Linked DNA regions of Mus musculus: regions 1 and 3 are each linked to region 2. The links are chromatin contacts, called in public HiChIP or PLAC-seq and promoter capture Hi-C maps. All regions are on one chromosome and are shown on one strand. Each heading gives the region's core, a stretch centred on a gene start, on an enhancer-like site or on the middle of the called end of the contact. The rest is flanking DNA. Distances are from core to core; before and after follow the strand shown.

Region 1 (2,828 bases), core at 25-2,524, 530 kb after region 2:
ATGCCCAGTAGCCTTGGTTTCTGTTGCTTATTTTCTTGTGCTTGCCTTTCAACATCTGGTTATCTCTGGTGTTATGTGGTCTTATTGTCTCTGACTGTGGCTTGTTCTTCCTGTAAGCCTGTGTATCAGCACTCCTGGGAGACCAGTTCTCTCTGGGAAGAATTTGGGTATGGAGAGCTGTGGCACAGGGTCAGCTCCCGGGCACAGATAGAATCTGAAAGGGTCCTGTCCCTGGCTGTTCCTTGGTTCCTGTGTCCTGATGGCTCTGGGCAAGTCCCTCTTGGGCCAGGAATTTGAGCATAAATGGTGTTCTCACCTGTGTTCTCAGGTGTGTCAGCACTATTGGGAGACCAGCTCTCTCCTGACAAGATCTAGGTATGGAGAGCTGTGCTCTCAGATGTGTCAGCCCTCCTGGGAGACCTGCTCTCTCCAGGCAGGATCTGGGTACAGAGAGCTGTGGCATAGGGTCAGCTCCAGAGCTCAGATTGAAACCAGAAGGGTGTAATCTTTCTTTTAAGGTATAATGTTTTAAAAATTAATATTAAGTTTTTACATTTGCATTCATACTGTACAAGTAATATGTTAATTCTCAAATAACCAATATTTTTTTGCTCCTATAAACTCATCCTGTGAATTTAGACCAAAAAAAAAAAAAAAAACCCTTAAATTGAGTTTAAACCAAGTGATAATTTCCACCTAGAAATTAGAAATGTCATTCAGATTGTATAGTATACACAGCATGTCACATTTTAAATGGAGCATCATTAAATCTTGCAGAGTTATGATACTATACATTGTGGATGATAGTCAGAATACAGTTTTTTTAAAGACTCTACTATTCTTTAATTTCCTTAATCAGTAAGAAGTGATACCATTTGGTCTGTTAACAAAGCCATCACAGAATTCTGTGGAAGAAAGTATAGCATATGTCCTGGATGAGCTAGCAGCCAATGTGGGAAAACCGCCTCTCCACATGAGTCGTGCTTTTTACGCCACAATTACTAGCTGGAGAAAATGAGAAGGAAACTCAGGGCTCAGCCAGGTGTTGTTCCTTGTCTGTAACTTACTCTGCTAATTGATCAGGGATGAGAGCAAAATCACCCCTGTCCTCGGGAAGCCATGAATGTTTCAAGGCAGCAGCAGAAGCACCTGGCTTGTGCTAAGCAAAGTCTACGAGTTCTTCCCTTACTGCTCAAGACAGAAGCAATGCTGGCCAACTTACGCGATCTCTTAAGTGAAAGAATAAGAAAAACTGTGCAGTTCTGTCGCTAGTGATTCGGCAGGAATACTTCCACATTCCTAAACCACTCAGCACCCCTTCTGGTGAAAAGCAGCATGAATATACCTTCCTTCTTTAAACCTTTGTACATCTTGGAACTCTACTCAAGTCACACTGTACATACATGCAGATACCCGTAGCTTCTGATTGCCCAAAACAATGACATAAAAACACAATAATGCTGGCTTATTGTTTTTTAACTAGATTATTTGAAAAACAATATATGGAAACTTAGAGAAAGTTCTCGTGCCCTACACTGCCTGTGGAATAGAGCAGACTTCTGCCCACTCAACTTTTATTGACCATGGGGGTCCCTAAAGGAAATAAGATTAGTTTGTAGATGTGAAAGAAATGGGACTGGGTGAAGTTTTAGAACTAGATAAAAAAAAATGATCCTGGGGACAATTCTCTTTCTTTATTACTATTTACTGAATATTTAGTTGGCATAAAAATTCATGTAATTCATTATGTCATTTTTCTACATATGCATTGTGCCTTGATCATAAGTACCAGCGCTGCTACCCTCCCCCATACTCCTTCCAAACCTTTCATTGAAATATAAGGTATGGTTTTGCAATAATTAACTGAGAATTATGTTTGCTCTTGCTGTTTGATCAAATATTTATTTTTCAAATGAAATCATTAAATAATGGTCAAACACATGGGGACTGACTTAAATGGATTTGAATAATATATAATTGAATTATAATGTAATACATTCCATATTTTTGTTAACACTGAGATCACATGTCAGCATTTTAGAAAGACTTTTTTATTTTCCATCTTTGCCATTGTTAATACTCACATTAATTCTACTTGTGTAAAATGACCATATACATAAAACATGTAAATTATTTGAAAAGTTCTCATATGGTGACCCCAAGGATTTATAGCAAAATCTTCTGAGACACTCCTTAGTTAAGTCTTGGAACAGGATTTAGATGAAAAGAAACATTTAGGTAAAAGGTAACTGAGTCTATTTGTGTGGCAGCATAGCAGGTCTCATGAGAATCCCAAGGTTTTAAAGATACTGTTAAGGCTGAAGTGAAATTTCTAACTAATCACTTTAGAGTGCTGTCTACTTTTCACATAATGTGTGACTGTGGGTCAGTGATTTCCAGACCAATTCTTCACCTGTAGAGAGTAAAGATAACTGGATCTACAAGGTTATGCTGTATAGAGGATGGTTTAGTGTGCTAGAAGGAGCATAGGAAATTAGAAGTACAGCCCAATATACTTTTGCACATTCTGCAAAGGAGGGTGTGCAGCTACATTGTTGGATGATGGCGGTCAATTTCTAGATGTCAGAGGGACAGTGAGCGAATTCTTTAGGAGCTCAGAAGTACAAGATCAATTCCCTCTGAAGTGATCAAAGCAGTCTTAAGCTGGTCTCTTCTATCTAAAGGGGGAAAATGGTAATTGCTGCTATTTTATTTCGTGTATGAATGGAAGTCTCTTAAATGCGAACTCTTCTAAAAAGCCCGAGGACACATCCACGGGTTGTTTTCTACTGCCGAAAGATGACTCTAATTTTCTTGTCTGTTTGTGC
Region 2 (2,930 bases), core at 152-2,651:
CCCTGCTTTCATTTCCAGCATTCCTGGTAAAACGTTGACCCTAGACCTACAACATTTAAGGTTCCTGTCACAACTATTCCCGACCTGAACCCTCCACCCACCTGAAAATTATCCTCTGAAATTCGCTTCACTTTTCTCCAGCGTCATCAAAAACCCTTCCTAGTGCTATTGAAGAAAGAAAAAGAAAAAGAAAAAAAAGCCTTACTCAGGCTTGATAATCTGCTCCTCTTCAATAAAGAAAACGATAATAATGTTAACAAATACACTACAGAAAATCCAACGCCAGTGATAAGCGCCTTAACAAACATTGTAAGTTTAACCTGAAAGCATCCTTCAGCTTTTTCCGCAGGTTTAGCCTGCTCTTCCACCTGCGAGCAGTGGAGGAATTTTTGTTGTCTACTAACCCCCTCTAGCGCCGAATTGGCTGCACCCGAGCCACAGCTGCTGTCAGACGGGAGATCGCTCGGCTCCACCGAGCTCAGCAGAGCTCTAGGGCCCTGCCCTCCACGCACCCCTCTCGGCCGGCAGCAGGGCGACAGCTTGGAGACTGCAGGTGGCAACACCACTTCCCATCAGCTAGTCCCGTGCCTCGGCCCAGGGCGGGGTCCCACCAAGTAAGTAGCCAGTGAACCGGCTTAGGAGAGCCCGGACCTGGGAGACAGGGTATTGAGAAGGGGCATCCGGAGCAAGGAGAGCGCACCGGCCCCCGCGGGCTGCCTTGGACTTGACCACGCACTGCTCAGACCTTGGGCTGCTCCCAGCTTCTAGCCCGACGCCACCGCGGAAAGGCAGACTTATCCAGGCCCCTGGAAGCCCCGCACCAAAGCTGCTATGAAGATGCTAATGACCTCCATGGCGAAGTCACCACCTTATGCGGAATGCTAAGACTTGGGGAAGCCAAGGCGCCAGGCACCAGTAGACTTCCAGCGCTCAGTGACTCCTCTCTGTAGCCTCTTCTCTCCCTATGCTTTCCAAGGACTCAGAACGGGAGAGGTGGCCACAAACCTCGGTGGCCAAGTTTGGGAGGCTAGCACTCAGACACGTCAGGGCTGACCACTACCTTCGCCAAGCTGTGCCCCGGGGCCAGGAGCGCTGACCTGCAACCCTCACCCTTTCTGGTAGCAGAAATGTCTCCAAGGGAAAGGTGGTGTCCAGAGCTGAGAGCACATCGTTACATGGGGGAGGGGGGACGCAAGTGCTTGGGGGACTAAGGTAGCTTCCGTGATACCCAATAAACAGCTGCTACGGCCGAGGGGGGCGGCGCAGATGCCGCCGAGTCGGTGGTCACGAGGCGACACTCAGCCCAGGCTACTCAGTCAAGAGGCTGAGTGCTCAGTCCGCCCCTCCCAGGGACCACTTGAGATCCCGCTGAGCCTCAGTCGCTGGGTTTCCCAGACACCAGACACATGAAAGTTCTGGATGCCCAGACTACCCTTACTATCTGCTGTGCCTCCTCTGCTCTGGGGTCTGTAAGTGCCCACTTGGATGCAGAGAGCACTTGGGTCCCCAGAACTGCACCTTCACTACCCGTCCAAACGTCCCTACCCATCCCCAGTACCGGCCTAGAGCCACCCTCCCCCGTCCACCATCCCCTCCCCCAAACTAGAGCCTGAGCTCGCTCTTGCGCGCGCGCTCTCCTGGGCCCAAGTGAATAGTCCTCGCTCGAGCGGGACACGGTGGTGGATGCAATTCCCCTCGCCTCCAGCCGCCAGGAGCTCCCCGGCGGCGCAGGCAGCATCGTCCCCGCAAGCAGCTGCTCCAGCACCTGGGCAGCCTGGACCCTCGTGCCCTGCGCACCGGGCCTCGCGCGGGGGGCGCCCCGGGACTTCCCCTGCGGACCGGGTGGAGGAGGAAGAGGAGGAGGAGGAAGAAGAAGAGAGCTTGGTTCAGGACCCCCACGCTACTAGGAACACCTGGCTGCGCTGCTGCCACTTCTTTTTAAGGAGGAGAAGAGAACCAACCAGAGCCATGGGGGGCTGCGAAGTCCGGGAATTTCTTTTGCAATTTGGTTTCTTCTTGCCCCTGCTAACGGCTTGGACCGGCGACTGCAGTCACGTCTCCAACCAAGGTAAGGGACAAACAGAAGGGTTGGAGGAGGGTGCCCCGAGTACACTTGTCCACTACTGCAGGTAACTTTGTCCCTGGGTCAGCTCCTCTGGACTTGCCACACTCTGAGTTCCAGGGAGCCCTGATTAGACCACCCGGGTCCAGCGGGCCCCTGGGGCTTTGATCTCTTCAGTCTCTTGAATTCTTTCTGAAGCTCAGACATCCTCAGCACTTGGGTTCCTTCCTGGCAGTTGCCTGATTGCTCCCACTTGCGCAGTCTCCACTGGAGGTCAAGCTTCATGGCACAGACCTAACTGCTTCATGGAGATCTTTCACTAAATGGCAACGTGTGGATTCTCTTCCACAGCAGATTACAAAAAAAAGGTCATGACTTTTTTCTATACACCTGTAACCAATGATCAGCCTGTTTTCCTCCAGTAACTATGGGTCGACCTTACCCTATCTTAGTTTCTGAACTCTACCATTTACTTCGTGAAAATATCCATAGAACAGATGCTCACGGATCGCTGTTAGTGCTTCTCTCTTCTGAAAGAACTGGGCAAACAAGTGTTAAATCTGAAATTCCAAGTTATGAATAATCGATTCATAAAGTCTAGTTGCTGTCCAATTTTTAGAGGACTTTATCAGTGGATAGTGGAAAGAGGAAGGCAAACATTGTGTGAGGGAAAAAAATGATGAGAAGCATGTAAAATATTTGAATATTTTCTTTACTTCCACTCAGTCTTCCATGAGATGTATCTATTTTGATCCCTGCTATGCATGTTTAAAGATATAGAAAACATTACCTGCATGTTCTTGATTGATTTTACACTAGGTATCAAACAGCCATAAAAGTTTTCCAGCAGGTACCTGGCTGGATGCTC
Region 3 (3,220 bases), core at 401-2,900, 760 kb after region 2:
TCAGTCCATTATCAAGATGGGAAACATGGCATTGTCTAGGCAGACATGGTGCTGGAGGAGTTCTATATCTTGATCCCAACTGCAGCCAAAAAAGACTTTCTCATGGCAGATAGAAGGTGGGTCACAAAGCACATCTCCACAGTGACACACTCCCTCCAACAAGGCCACACCTCCTAATAGTGCCACTTCCTTGGCCAAGCATATTCATGCCACCAACCACAAGAACAAGCACAACCTGAGTCCTTAACTCTTATATACTGTGCTAAATTTGTAAGCCCTGTGGTAATAAAGTGGAAGATAAACCCACAGTTCATAAATATTAAAGCAAAGCACACTTTGGCTACCATGCTAAAGAGCTCTAGGTCCACTCCCTACGTATTGGTAAATTCTGTTTAACATCTCCTTGGCACCTGAGATACACAAGCACTTTTTTTTAAGGACATGTAGATCAAAACTGCAGGAGGAGAGGTGGGGTTGGGGGATGAGAGGAGAGGAGGAAGGGGAAACTGTGGTCAGGGTGTAAAATTAATTAATAAAATGTCACTGGGCCATCAAGATGGGTTTTCAAGAGTGATAAAACTTTGCATTTTAAGTATCATGGCCCACCTTTCTTATTCTAAGAGAGCAAATAAAAAATTACTTTATTTTCACAAAAGAAAAAAACAAAAGCAAAAACATCCTGTGAGCCCAGGAAGCAACAGCTGGGTAGGAATATGTTGGCAAAGGCATCATGGGAGAACATACTTTCCAGATCCATTCATCTTGCCATTACTTCTCAGATTGCTTCTTAGACCTTTGCAAATTTTAGAACCAAAGTCTCTCCCTAGGTCCTTAACACTAGCTTTCCATGAACATTTAAAGTAGAAAAGCATAAGCCTTATTAATTTCTGATAATTACACATATTTGGGGGGCTATGTACATTATTAAAACATACATAGTCCTCAAAACTCTAACACAGAGAAAAGTCACTCTTTTGTTTCCACAAAGTCAAACTGCCTTTGGACTATTTATACAAAGATGATTTTAATGCAGCTTGATAAACATTACATTGAGCAGGCTCTGAAGATGGGTTGTATGGAAGACAACATGACCTGTATGACCCACTCATCTGTGTCCTTGTTTAGAAATGTATTCACTTTTATTTGTGTGTCTGTGTGCCTGAGTGACCCTGTGTACCTCAGGTTTGCGTGAGCTCTCAGAGACCTGAGGGCATTGGACACTCTAGAAATTGAGCTGCAGTTGGTTATGAACTGTGTGTGCTGAGAACCAAACATGGGGACTCTGCAAGAACAGTATGCTTTCTTAACCTCTGAGCCACCTCTTCAGTCCCTTTGCCCTATTATTCAGAGATCACAGTCCAGTCCAGTGAGGGAGACAAATGTTTAAGCCAGAGTCACCTACCAGCCACCAGGAACCAGCCTTAGACTGTAATCATCCAGGATATGTGTGCCATTTGGTTATTGAAACATTTTCTAAACATTGGGATTCATTTTTAGTAAGAACTTTTACCCTCAGTTCATCTAAATGCCTTTGTCAAAAGCTGATTTACTTATCTACTGCACCTGGCAAAGTCCTAAAGGCATCTGAGATTGGCACCAAAAGACTGAAAAATAAACGCTGTATCTATGGTGATGTTGTGTCTCTGTTACAGTATTTAAGATTAAGAAGGCACAGAGGCTTGAATAGAGCGCATCCTTGCCAGATGTGCTGAAGCACGCTCTAACAAAGGAAGGGATGCCTGCCAAAGCCAGAGAGGCCTTCCAGAGAAGGGGCTTGGAAAGGAGTGAGGAGAACAGAATGGGAGCTTTGGGTCCTGAGAGTCAGAAGGAGAAGGTAAAAGAGAAAAGGATTTACCCTGTCCTCACTGAATACTTTCTGTGCACATAAGTATTTCCAATATGCTTCATTTAAAAAAAAATGTGTGTTCATCATCACTGGCTTTGGACATAGCAAATTTTGTTACTCAGCTTCATATACCTATGAGTATTTATTTACTCAGGGCATGTGACCCACTAAGTGCAAACATAAGTACAACCACTGGACAGGAACCCCAAAAATCATTCAAATCAGCAAGTGGAGCAAAAACTTAAGTAAACAGATTTTTTTTCAGCATAGAGGAAGCATGGTAAGTTAGTCTGACCCAATTGAATCACCTTACCATTACGAACACTATGCCATTTAAATGTTTTCTTAAAATATATATGTATGTATGTATGTATGTATATGTATGTATGTATAATATATATAATATATATTACACTTTTTCAAGAAGGATTTTAAACATCTTCAATGTCTTTTAATTCTCTTTATTGGTGCAAAAATTAAACAAATTGTAACAGTCAGTTGTTATTATATCCTTTAAAGGTAACTGAGGAAAGATGAAAATTTATTTTAAAGTCACTGAAGAAATAACTGAAATGATACCCATGTTCTTTTTGCTCCAATACTGGATTATGAGTTATTAAAAATTAACAAGATGAGATGCATCTAAAAGTTATACTTCTGTGACTTGGAGGATTAGAAAGTCAAGAGCAAAATAACATCACCTTGATTTGTAATTTTATAATATTTTGAAGAATCTGTATTGAGGCTAGGTGTACAACTATAGAGAAAACATGCTAACTTTTAACTGCAAAAATATTTCCATGTATCTGAATTTATAAAATAGAGCAAATTTTTTGAGTGTAACTGTGGCTTAGATTAGAACCATTTTTTGAAAGTAACAAGGTCACAAAAATATTTTTCTCATTTAATTAGAAGTCAATATCAGAATTTATGCTTTGATGTTTGCTGAATATACAAATAGGTCAGTGTATCAACCAAAGGAGAAATTTTTTGTTGTTTGCTTTTTCCATATCTTTGTTTATTGTTTGTAACTGTATATCCTATACAATTTATATTTTAGATGACTTTGACTTTGGAAGCTTAGTTAAATTCACTTATCATTTTTAATAATTTAAATTTTTTTATTGATTCTTCTCTCATACAATACATCCCAACTGACCTTCCCCTCCTTCCAATACTCTCAGCCCCTCTTCCTTCCCAGTCTCCCCCAAATCCACAGCTTCTCCATTTTCAGAAAAATAGAATGCCTTCCAGAGATGTCAACCAAACAGCATAGATGAAGTAAGACGAAGCACAGACTGTGAGTTACATCAAGGCTGAATGAAGTAACCTTGTGGGAAGTAAAGGGTCCCAAGCGCAGTCAAAAGAGTCAGA

What was found. Promoter capture Hi-C pulls out the DNA fragments that hold promoters and counts their contacts. HiChIP or PLAC-seq counts read pairs in DNA pulled down with a chosen protein or histone mark.
Region 1: a contact with region 2 is called in a promoter capture Hi-C map of hippocampal neurons, with 4 times the contacts expected there. The contact joins the enhancer-like site here to the promoter of Epha6 in region 2. A contact is called at or near these places in 2 of 39 promoter capture datasets (the C10 cell line and hippocampal neurons), 3 of 484 Hi-C or Micro-C datasets (cerebral cortex and cortical neurons), 1 of 115 datasets of contacts at active chromatin or transcription factors (forebrain) and 1 of 9 other capture datasets (pancreatic islet).
Region 3: a contact with region 2 is called in an H3K27ac HiChIP or PLAC-seq map of SST interneurons, with 5 times the contacts expected there. The contact joins the enhancer-like site here to the promoter of Epha6 in region 2. A contact is called at or near these places in 6 of 39 promoter capture datasets (the C10 cell line, hippocampal neurons, liver and 3 more), 3 of 115 datasets of contacts at active chromatin or transcription factors (SST interneurons, VIP interneurons and stem cell-derived neural progenitor cells) and 1 of 9 other capture datasets (liver).

What each region holds. Positions count from the first base shown.
Region 1 is chr16:60,069,062-60,071,889 of GRCm38.p6, reverse strand. The region is part of intron 5 of Epha6 (Eph receptor A6); the gene reads left to right. Among named protein-coding and RNA genes, the nearest start is that of Arl6, 430 kb to the right of the region's middle. Within about 2 kb of position 1,274, at least 5 of the 459 cell types and tissues checked have an H3K27ac peak or open chromatin away from gene starts, as enhancers often do. A contact at or near this core is called in hippocampal neurons, where this site is marked.
Region 2 is chr16:60,604,002-60,606,931 of GRCm38.p6, reverse strand. It overlaps Epha6 (Eph receptor A6), which reads left to right and starts at 1,401. Exons shown (of 18, transcript NM_007938.2): 1 at 1,401-2,068. The coding sequence starts at 1,684. It overlaps Gm9017 (a long non-coding RNA gene), which reads right to left and starts at 216. Exons shown (of 3, transcript XR_384917.4): 1 at 102-216.
Region 3 is chr16:59,847,426-59,850,645 of GRCm38.p6, reverse strand. The region is part of intron 11 of Epha6 (Eph receptor A6); the gene reads left to right. Among named protein-coding and RNA genes, the nearest start is that of Arl6, 210 kb to the right of the region's middle. Within about 2 kb of position 1,650, at least 3 of the 459 cell types and tissues checked have an H3K27ac peak or open chromatin away from gene starts, as enhancers often do. A contact at or near this core is called in SST interneurons, where this site is marked.